3 separate regions of the Sus scrofa genome follow, and all the other regions are linked to region 1. Evidence: chromatin contacts called from public HiChIP or PLAC-seq data. All regions are on one chromosome and are shown on one strand. The core of a region is the stretch at or near the end of the contact, and the rest is flanking DNA. Distances in the headings are between cores, read along the strand shown.

Region 1 (2,999 bases), core at 319-2,818:
CGATTTCTAACTACATAGAAAGCACAATTATCTCAAAATAAAAATCTTTTAAAGAATCTTGATATGTAGAAATAAACACACAAAAACCACGGAAAGCTCCCTTTTAACGATGGAGGCCATCTCCAGAGTGACACAACCTCGGTTCTTCTTGGATTCTGAGGACTAAAGTCCCCTCTCCACTTCCCTACTCACCTTACCGGCAGGAAATTTACGGAGAAATTCGGGGGTGTGGTTGGTTTGGCCAAAATGGAAGTGGGGTGGTGCGGAGAGCACGCGGACCTGAGCCCCGCTGTACTGAGCGGCAATGAGGGCTTTGAAGGCCCTCCAGTTTTCAGGATATGTGTACAGGGTCTGCAGGGAGAAGATGGGGAAAACGTTAATGACCAGAAGGGTCCCAGTCCTAAATGCTATCAGAAAATGACTCCCCTGAGCAACCCCAGTCTGCTCCAACTCAACTCTTTTACCCCCTCTGGTGCACCAGATTCTTCAGTATCTGCTGTCGTGTGTAATCAGAGTCCTCCGAAATACCAAACAGAACTACACACCAACTGCTAAATAAAGCTTGTTGACAGAGTTGACCTTCCCTAAGGACGACTCTAGAAGCATTCTCTTCCCCTCAAATACATCTCCAAGAAATCCACAGCTTCTAGCTTCCTCCGACTCCATCTGCTGACATACACACACCCCTCCCTTCCCAGAGCCCTGGTTCATTCATTCACGGTTACCCAGCGCCTGCCTTACTCCACTGCGGAGCCGCTCGCCTTTCAAAAGCATCACTCTTGTTTCCAAGACACACACACCGACCAAGACATTTCCAAGTCCCCCCTCGGAAGAGCCGCCGGAGAGACCGAATGGCATCTTCTCTTCCTAAGTCAACTTGGTCTCCCTATAAAACGATGAGCCATCCCTCCGGTCCTGTCCCGCCGTTGAGTTTCCCTAGTGGTGCCTTGTCTCCTTCTATTAATCTGGCCAGCAGGGTCCAGGTGGTCTGACTCCACCGTCCGGAGGCTCTTCCCGCTCCCAAACCTCCCTGCCGGACGACCCAGAACCTTGGTCAGCCGCACCTGCCCACAAAGACCCTCTTCTTCACTCTGTCCCTGGTGTTGCCCCACAAAACGGTCGCAAAAGTTCTGTCAACCTGCCCGATCCCACGTCTCGAGGCGGCAATGAACCCGAACCCCTTTCTCAGTCCCCAGACGGCCAGGATCCGGCATCCCTTTTCTCCTCTACCCCAGACCCTTCCACCTCTTTGGCCTCCGAGAGCCCCAGCCTCAGTTCCCCTCCGGGGCCTGGAAGCCCCTCTCTCTAATAGTACGGTCTCTAGACCCAGGATCAGTTCCCCACTCGGCTCCAAAACCTCTATGACACTGCTGGCCCTACTGAGGCAGCGGATGGCGTCGGATACGGTGACCTGGATCGCCAGAGCCGGCAAACTTACCCCGGCCGCCATGGTGATTCCGCAGAGAAAGGGGGTGGGGCTCTCTGCGCTGCCGCAAAGTAAGCCGTCAGGGAGAGAAGGGAGGGGGGAAGGGGAGAGCCGTGGAGAAACAGCAGCCGTAAAGCGAGGACGGCATAGAGGGCATACGCACGACAGTTCGGTGTCCCGCGGCCGCTGAATGGAAAAAGAAGGGGGTGGGGCCTGCCGGCTAGCGCGGAAAAAGCTCGCGCCTGCGCAGTGCGGCATGGCCAATTCGCGTCCTGAGGTGGCAGCAGAAGGCGCGGAGGGAGGCGGGGACTGTGAGAACGAGCTGGAAAGCCGCCCCTTAGTAGCAACGTGGCACAGCTGCCAGCCCAGCGTCGCGTTCCTTGAAGCTCGAGGTAATTTGATGGCGCCAGATCCCTAACATCGTGATTGTGTGACATTCACAGGAGCGGAAACAACTGCGTGGAGGTCTCGGGGTGCCACGTTCTTTCTAAAGAAGTTATACATCTAACCGGAAGCCAAGTCTGAAACCCTCTGTAAAAGTGAGGGGTTTTGGGGATATTTTTTCCCATTAAACTACTTTGAAGCTCAGGGATGCTATTACTGCAAGGAGGGCACCAGTCCTCGGACTGTGACAGGGGAGGGACTGAGGGAGAACACAGCCACATCCCCTCTACCTCCTGTCACCCCGGAGGGGCTGACAATTCATTTGGTATGTGGCTCTCTACCCATGCTCAGATCTGAAAATCCTTCACCCAATTTAAGAACAGGATGCGCATTCCCTGGTGGCCTAGCATTGGTTAAGGATCCAGCATTGTGACTCCTGTGGCATGTGTTGGATTCTATCCCTGGCTCAGGACCTTCCACATGCCCAGGGCTCAGCCAAAAAAAAAAAAAAGAACTGGAGTTCCCATCGTGGCTCAGCAGACACCAGTCTGACTCGTATCCATGAGGACGCCTGTTTGATCCTGTCCTTGCTCAGTGGGTTGATCTGGCGTTGCTGTGGCTGTGGTGTAGGCCGGCAGCTGTAGCTCCGATGAGACCCCTAGCCTGGGACCTCCATATGCCACAAGTGCGGCCCTAAGCAGACAAAAAAAAAAAAAGAAGTAGATGAATTCTTCTGAAAAGTGAGAGAATGGATGGAGAACTCTGAACCAGTTATTTCAAACCCTGGCACCATTCATAAATCTGGGCAGCAAGGTAACACTTTCTTCCGGGCACTGCTCAAGCCACCCACCCAATACTCCATCTTTCAAGAACTCTACTGAGTGGGCTCAAGGTGCCAGACACATACTCATCCTGGGCACACCCTCTAAGTTGTGATAAGTGGTATGAAGGAAACAGGTTGAGAGACCTACGAGTCTAGGGTGGCAGGAGAAGGTACCTCTGAGAGGTAAAGTTTGGGTGGAAGGAGTATTGGCGGGAGGAAATTACAGAAGACCGTAGCATTTATTAAACTAGCAGCTTTATTGCCCTTCAGGCCCCCTCTTCACTTGAGGAGATGTCTAAGTGCTTGAGGGAGGAAAACCTGTAAGAAATGATGGAGATCAGGGAACAGGCCGTGAGGATCCTGGAG
Region 2 (2,999 bases), core at 207-2,706, 110 kb before region 1:
CTCTCCACAGCATCCCATGAGGGATAAAGTGGGGTCCAGGTGACCCAGCTGGATGAGCAGGACTCAGCCAGTTGGTGGGGTAGCTTTATCATTTTTTTTCTTTTTCTTTTTTTCTTTTTTTTAGGGCTGCACCCACAGCATATGGAGGTTCCCAGGCTAGGGCTCGAATCGGAGCTACAGCTGCTGGCCTATGTCACAGCCACAGCAACGCCAGATCCAAGCCACATCTGTGACCTATGCCACAGCTCACGGCAATGCCGGATCCTTAACCCACTGAGCAAGGCCAGGGATCGAACTTTCATCCCCATGGATGTTGGTCAGATTCATTAACCACTGAGCCATGACAGGAACTCCATTATTATTTTTTTTTTTCTTTTCTTTTTAGGACTGCACCTGCGGCATATGGAAGTTCTCAGGCTAGGTGTTGAATCGGGACTGCAGCTACTGGCCTGCACCACAGCCAGAGCAACGCCGAATCTGAGCCATCTCTACAACTTACACTGAAGCTTGTGGCAACATCCTAGATCCTTAACCCACTGAACAAGGCCAAAGATGGAACCCACGTCCTCATGGATACTATTTGAGTTCTTAACCCGCTGAGCCATAACAGGAACTCATCCAGTTGGGGCAAATGATCCCCACTTCTTACCAACATCCTCCACCCCAGTGATTCTGAGATGGGCGTGGAGCTCAAAGTCCTACCCCACATGCCAGATACCGAGGGTGACCACAGAGTAGACTCAGACGTGTCCCCTTCAGAACCCAAGAGGCAACACATGATGTGGCTGGATGGTAAGGAGTCTTGGAAGAGGAGACACACAGAGCTAGTGTCAGTCTTACCAACTCAGCATCTCAACATTCCTGCCAAGAACTTTTCCTTACAAATGCATTTTTTTTTTTTCCTGTTGGGGCTATTATTCATTGTAACATAATGTTGTGTTTTATGCCTCCTACATAAGCAGACATGAGCCTCCAGTGTTGTGGAATATTGAGCTGATGTATCTAGTCAAACTTCTGTTTGCTTTTTTGCTGCAGCCATAGCTACGATTTGAATAAATAGAGGAGAAAGATTTGGCTCCCAATCCTCTAGGCTGGGCGTTGTGCCATCCTTCCCCAAAACAAAGGGGAAAGATGCCAGATGTGACGGACCAGAGCAAATGGGGAAGAAAAATGCCATCCTCTTCCAGGGGCTACTGAGAAGGGTCAAAACTCCCAGGAGAGGGGTGGTAAGGGGGTAAGAAGACATTTCCTTAATCCCTGTACGCAGCCAGACCATTTTATAACTGTGGGCAGCGGACCCCCTGAAGATGAGGTCACAGGCTTGGAAGGTGTCCGCCAAACCCAGCTTATAAGTGCTGGACCTTGACCTGGATCCCAAGTCCTCTCTGCCCAGCTCAGGGCTCTCCCACTCCACCCGGCTGACCACCAGCTGCAGGATCTGGCAGCTCCGCGCTGTATGTGGCGCAACCTCCCCTCTCTGGCTTGCATCGCATCATCGCCACGCCCCTGGCCATGTCCTGGGCAGCTGCGTCCATCTGAACAAGCAAACCCAAGGAGAGGCATTTGTGCTTGGACTTTCCAGGGTCTGATCACACGAGAGTGATGCCCTTCTTGAGAGTCTGTGACGTCAGGTGTTACAATAAAGGCTGATGAAAGATCAAGGTCATGGATTCAGTCTCTTGAATGAGCCCATCGTCACATAAAGGAAAGTGAGGAATCTTTGTCCCTGCAGGGAGTCTCGTCTATCCTGCCCTTCTTTCCTCCCGTTTATTCCAGGAACAGCCACCACCTCTCGTGCACTGATCACCCACCCCTATGCTTCTTTCAGCGCACAGGAACTTTCTCATCTTGCTTCAAAATCCTTATCTGCTCTCTCTTCTGCTGGCTTTTGCTCCACCTGTAAACATCTTTGAGTCCACCCAGATGAAAATTCAGAACTCCGGTGCCCAGAAATGGTCCTACCTCTCCTCTTATCTTTAAGACCAAACTTCCTAGCTCGCTACCTTCTTCTCCTAAACTTCCCCCAGGTTAATGTCTACTTTCATCTTCTTCTTTTTTTTTTTTTTTTTTTTTGTTGTTGTTGTTGTTGTTGCTATTTCTTGGGCCGCTCCCGCGGCATATGGAGGTTCCCAGGCTAGGGGTTGAATCGGAGCTGTAGCCACCGGCCTACGCCAGAGCCACAGCAACGCGGGATCCGAGCCGCGTCTGCAACCTACACCACAGCTCACGGCAACGCCGGATCATTAACCCACTGAGCAAGGGCAGGGATTGAACCCGCAACCTCATGGTTCCTAGTCGGATTCGTTAACCACTGCGCCACGACGGGAACTCCTACTTTCATCTTCTAAACTTCATCCTGAGCCCCCTGCCACATGCAGTCCAGCCTGGCCACTCTGTGGGAACTGCCTCTCAAGGACCACAAATGGTCTATAAGCATCAACTCTAGCCTCCGCTTCTCAACACCCATCCCATTTGACCCCCCTGCAGCAATGAAGCCAATGGAAGAAGCTCTTCCTTGGAGTTCCCATCATGGCTCAGCAGTAACGAACACAACAAGTATCCATGAGGACTCGGGTTCGATCCTTGGTCTCACTCAGTAGGTTAAGGATCTGGTGTTGCCGTGAGCTGTGGTATAGGGCGAAGAGGCGGCTTGGATCTAGCGCTGCTGTTGCTCTGGTATAGGATGGCAGCTACAGCTCCAATTTGACCCCTAAACTGGGAACTTCGATAAGTTGCAGGCGCGGCCCTAAAAAGACAAAAAAAAAAAAAGCTCTTCCTTGTGAAATGTGCTGGGGGCAAGCGCTGCTCATTGCTTACTTACTCAGAGCCATTTCCCGTCTCCCTAGTTGGCAGAATCCCAACTTGGTTCAAGGGCAGGAAAGACATTCTTTTATTTCAGGAAGGTGGGCACAGCCCCCTGGTCCAAAAGCAGCATGGGTCCTTTCTGACCTGTGGGGCGATCAGTTGGGGTCTTCTGGGGACAACCCCTCCCCCACCAC
Region 3 (2,999 bases), core at 279-2,778, 98 kb after region 1:
AGGGCGGCGCCGCTGATGAGCGCCAGCGCCGAGCCCACGCCCACGGCCGCGTGCAGCAGCGTGAGCGGCCGCGGCGGCACGCTCAGCCGGCCGCAGGGACCTAAGGTGGGGCCGCCCGCGCCGTCGAGGCCCTCGGCCCCGGCCGGGGGCACTCTGCTCTCCCCCGCCGCGTTGGCGGCCACGACGCAGACGATGTACGCGCCCCCGGGCTTCAGGCCGTTCAGCTCGGCTCGGCGGACCGTCGAGTTGAGGGGGGCCCCTTCTGCGGAGCCCCGCCGCCTTCCCAAAGCAGCAGCCAGTACTGGTGGACCGGGGAGGAGGGGGCGCACCAGTGCACCACGGCGCGGCCCGCCTCGGCTTCCACGCGCACTTCCCCCAGGCGCGGCGGGTTGGGCGGCTGCGAGGCGCTGGAGAGGCCGGGGCACAGGCAGGCCGTCGGGCTGGCCCTCTGCAGCTCCTGGCAGGGCACCTGCAAGTGGCGGCAGCGGTCGTAGTCACAGAGGACAGCTGGCAAAGGTGTCTCATCTTGCTCTTCTTCCAAGTCTCCCGCGGCCAAAGGCTGCACTCCGGGAACCACGGAATAGGTGACAGCCAGGAGCCACAGAAGGCAGGGAGAGCCAGGCGGCATGGAGTCTGGAAGGGAAGGAGGTGGCGGGGTGAAGGCTGTTCAGCCCCCGGGTCTTGCAGTCTTCCCTCAACAAAACCCTAGGCACAGGGAAACGCAACTGGGGACCAAGAGGAGAACAGGAAAGAGGTGGGAATGAGACACCCGCGCATGTGTCACCAACTTCTGAACAGCATATGTGCTCAGTTTGGGGCGAGAAAAGAATAAAATGTGGTCTCCCCCGACAGAGAAAGGTGTGCGGCCAGCAAGGCAAGAAGCGCTACAAACAGTTAATGGATAAACAGCGCTGGTGAGCAGAAGGGGAGGGGCTGATTCACACAGGCTAGGGAGCAAAGGTGCAACAGCGCCCAACGGCCACCCAGAGAAACCGAGGTAAAACAAGTGTCAGTCAGTGACACACGCAGAAATCCAGGAAGGAGAGGGAAGCGAGAGAGAAGAGATGGGACACAGGGCCCTGGCACCCTCCCTCCCTCCCTCCCTCCCCACCCGCTCTTCGCTCGGCTTCCCCCACCTCTGGCTTCCCCCACCTCCCGGACTCCAGCTCCTCCGTGGCCCACAAGCAGCCCCTTACCGGGATAGGCCTTGATGTGGTGAGTGGCAGACCGAGGGCCCCCAAAGGTCCCCAGGAGCACAGGCTGCGCAGTCGGGATTTGTCAGTCTTCTTCAATTTCGTTTTGCCTCAAAGCTTTTATACCCCAACTGTGATGTCACCACCTGGCTCCCCCTTCCCCTGCCCCCTCCCCGGTGAGTGCCAAGAAGAGGGTTGGTCCCTTCAGAGGGCCTGAGTCACGGGGCCAGGCTGGGGGTGAGGGAAGCCACATGCAGTGGTTTCAGCTGGAGGCCAGGATGCCTGGGTTCTGAAAAAGCAGTGGAATGTGGAAAGCGGCCAGGAGCTGAGCGTCCAAAGGCTGAGGTCATGCGAGGGGATGAGGGGAACGTGAGAGACAGGGCCACCTGGCTGGCATCAGAGAGGAAGGGAGCTGTGGGCGGCACGGGGTCTGGGCTCCAAAATGCTGTTTCGGTAAAAATCGCCGTACCACATCCATGGCAGTCATTTCCTGCCTTCTGCCTCCCGGTGGACAGAGAGAGGGAGGGGTGCGGAGGCCAGAGTGATGTATCCCAGCTCTCCAGCCCCGCCCTGGTTATCCCCCTCCCCAGAGGGAGAGGAGAGTCACGAGGCAGGCGAGGGGGCAGGTTTTCACTCCCTGGGCTTCCTAGGTTGATGAATGGAAACAGCTGGGCCTGAAACAGTCCGGGGTCTGGAGGCCTCCCCATCGCAGCCCCTGAGAAGCCCTCCCGCCTGGAGAGCGCCAGGTTTTCCAATGGCCCTGAATCCACCGCAGAGTCAGGGAGGCAGCTGGCACGAAAATAGTTTATTCGGGGAGCCACGGCACGGAAAAGGGGTGGGGGGGGAGGGCTGGAAGGTGGGGACGCTGCCCCGTTCTCTTCAGGAACTGGAGCACATAGGGCGCTGGCGGACGGTGCCCGCGGAGGATTCGGAGCTGCCCACGGTCTCCGGGGCAAGGGCAGGGGCAGGAACTGGCAGGCTGGTCTCTGTCAACAGGGTTGCATCTTCCCAGGAGCCTGAACCTGGGCCAGGGCAGCGAAGAACAAAATCCCAAACGGGAAGTTCAAGAACCAGGGGCTCCTGCCCCCACCCGGCGTGGCCTCCGCCCTCCCCCAGGTCCCGCTGCAGACTGCCCTCACCGTCACTGGCCTCGGGCTCTGGCTCCTCCTCGCCACTCAGGGGCTGCTGCTGATCTGGCTTCTCCTCTGGGGACAGCTGGCCCTCTGCAGCTGGCGGGGGAAGAGGGAGAGAGGTCAGACTGGACGAAGCCAAGGGGAGTTCTGAGGAGGAGTCAGGAAGAGGTGGGGCTGCTGCGCCTTACCTGTCCCCGAGGGGGCTGCAGGGCTCTCCCTGTGCTCTGTAACCTGTGACAGCTGAGGGGCCGCCTCCTGGCTTTGGGGCCCTGTGCCTCCAGTGGGGATAGAGGACAGGGCAGAGCTAGGGCGGCTGCGCCTGGACGGCAGTGCCAGCTTCACCCCGCTCGGCCTTTCCCTTGACCTTCGCATCAGCTCAGCACCTGAGTGCCAGAGCCTCACACACCACCACAGGGCACAGGAGCCCCCCACCATCGCCTTGACCCGGTACCTGGCTGGCGGGCAGCAATCCTTCGCTGGACTTTCTTTCGGGAGCCGTCTCTGTTTCGGACGTTTACCTGCGGAGGGGAGACTCCTGAGCCGAGAGGCCTGCCTTCCCTCCCCAGGGATCGGGGCCCTTCCACCCCAGCCCCCAAGCCCACCCCTGCCCACTCCCCAGTCAAAGAAGGGTCACGAAGGGGTGAGGAAGGGGGGGTCCTTTGCGACCTGCAAA

What was found. HiChIP or PLAC-seq counts read pairs in DNA pulled down with a chosen protein or histone mark.
Region 2: a contact with region 1 is called in an H3K27ac HiChIP or PLAC-seq map of skeletal muscle. The contact joins the enhancer-like site here to the promoter of EEF1G in region 1. A contact is called at or near these places in 1 of 5 promoter capture datasets (fetal skeletal muscle), 7 of 47 Hi-C or Micro-C datasets (adipose tissue, alveolar macrophages, embryonic fibroblasts and 4 more) and 2 of 2 datasets of contacts at active chromatin or transcription factors (alveolar macrophages and skeletal muscle).
Region 3: an H3K27ac HiChIP or PLAC-seq map of skeletal muscle shows a contact between it and region 1. The contact joins the promoter of LRRN4CL here to the promoter of EEF1G in region 1. A contact is called at or near these places in 1 of 5 promoter capture datasets (fetal skeletal muscle), 7 of 47 Hi-C or Micro-C datasets (blood, mesenteric adipose tissue, omental adipose tissue and 3 more) and 2 of 2 datasets of contacts at active chromatin or transcription factors (alveolar macrophages and skeletal muscle).

What each region holds. Positions count from the first base shown.
Region 1 is chr2:9,161,789-9,164,787 of Sscrofa11.1, reverse strand. EEF1G (elongation factor 1-gamma) reads right to left here and starts at 1,568. Exons shown (of 11, transcript XM_005660798.3): 1 at 1,439-1,568; 2 at 193-351. The coding sequence starts at 1,450. It overlaps TUT1 (speckle targeted PIP5K1A-regulated poly(A) polymerase), which reads right to left. Exons shown (of 10, transcript XM_005660796.3): 10 at 2,870-2,999. The coding sequence ends at 2,913.
Region 2 is chr2:9,273,973-9,276,971 of Sscrofa11.1, reverse strand. No RefSeq gene overlaps it. Among named protein-coding and RNA genes, the nearest start is that of SCGB1A1, 27 kb to the left of the region's middle. Within about 2 kb of position 1,456, at least 32 of the 83 cell types and tissues checked have an H3K27ac peak or open chromatin away from gene starts, as enhancers often do. A contact at or near this core is called in adipose tissue, embryonic fibroblasts, fetal skeletal muscle and 2 more, where this site is marked.
Region 3 is chr2:9,063,869-9,066,867 of Sscrofa11.1, reverse strand. LRRN4CL (LRRN4 C-terminal-like protein) reads right to left here and starts at 1,528. Exons shown (of 3, transcript XM_003353820.4): 1 at 1,197-1,528; 2 at 253-633; 3 at 1-250. The coding sequence starts at 628. BSCL2 (BSCL2, seipin lipid droplet biogenesis associated) reads right to left here. Exons shown (of 14, transcript NM_001348785.1): 10 at 2,993-2,999; 11 at 2,778-2,844; 12 at 2,515-2,601; 13 at 2,333-2,422; 14 at 1,978-2,215. The coding sequence ends at 2,073. LOC110259246 (a long non-coding RNA gene) reads left to right here and starts at 2,778. Exons shown (of 2, transcript XR_002341465.1): 1 at 2,778-2,999.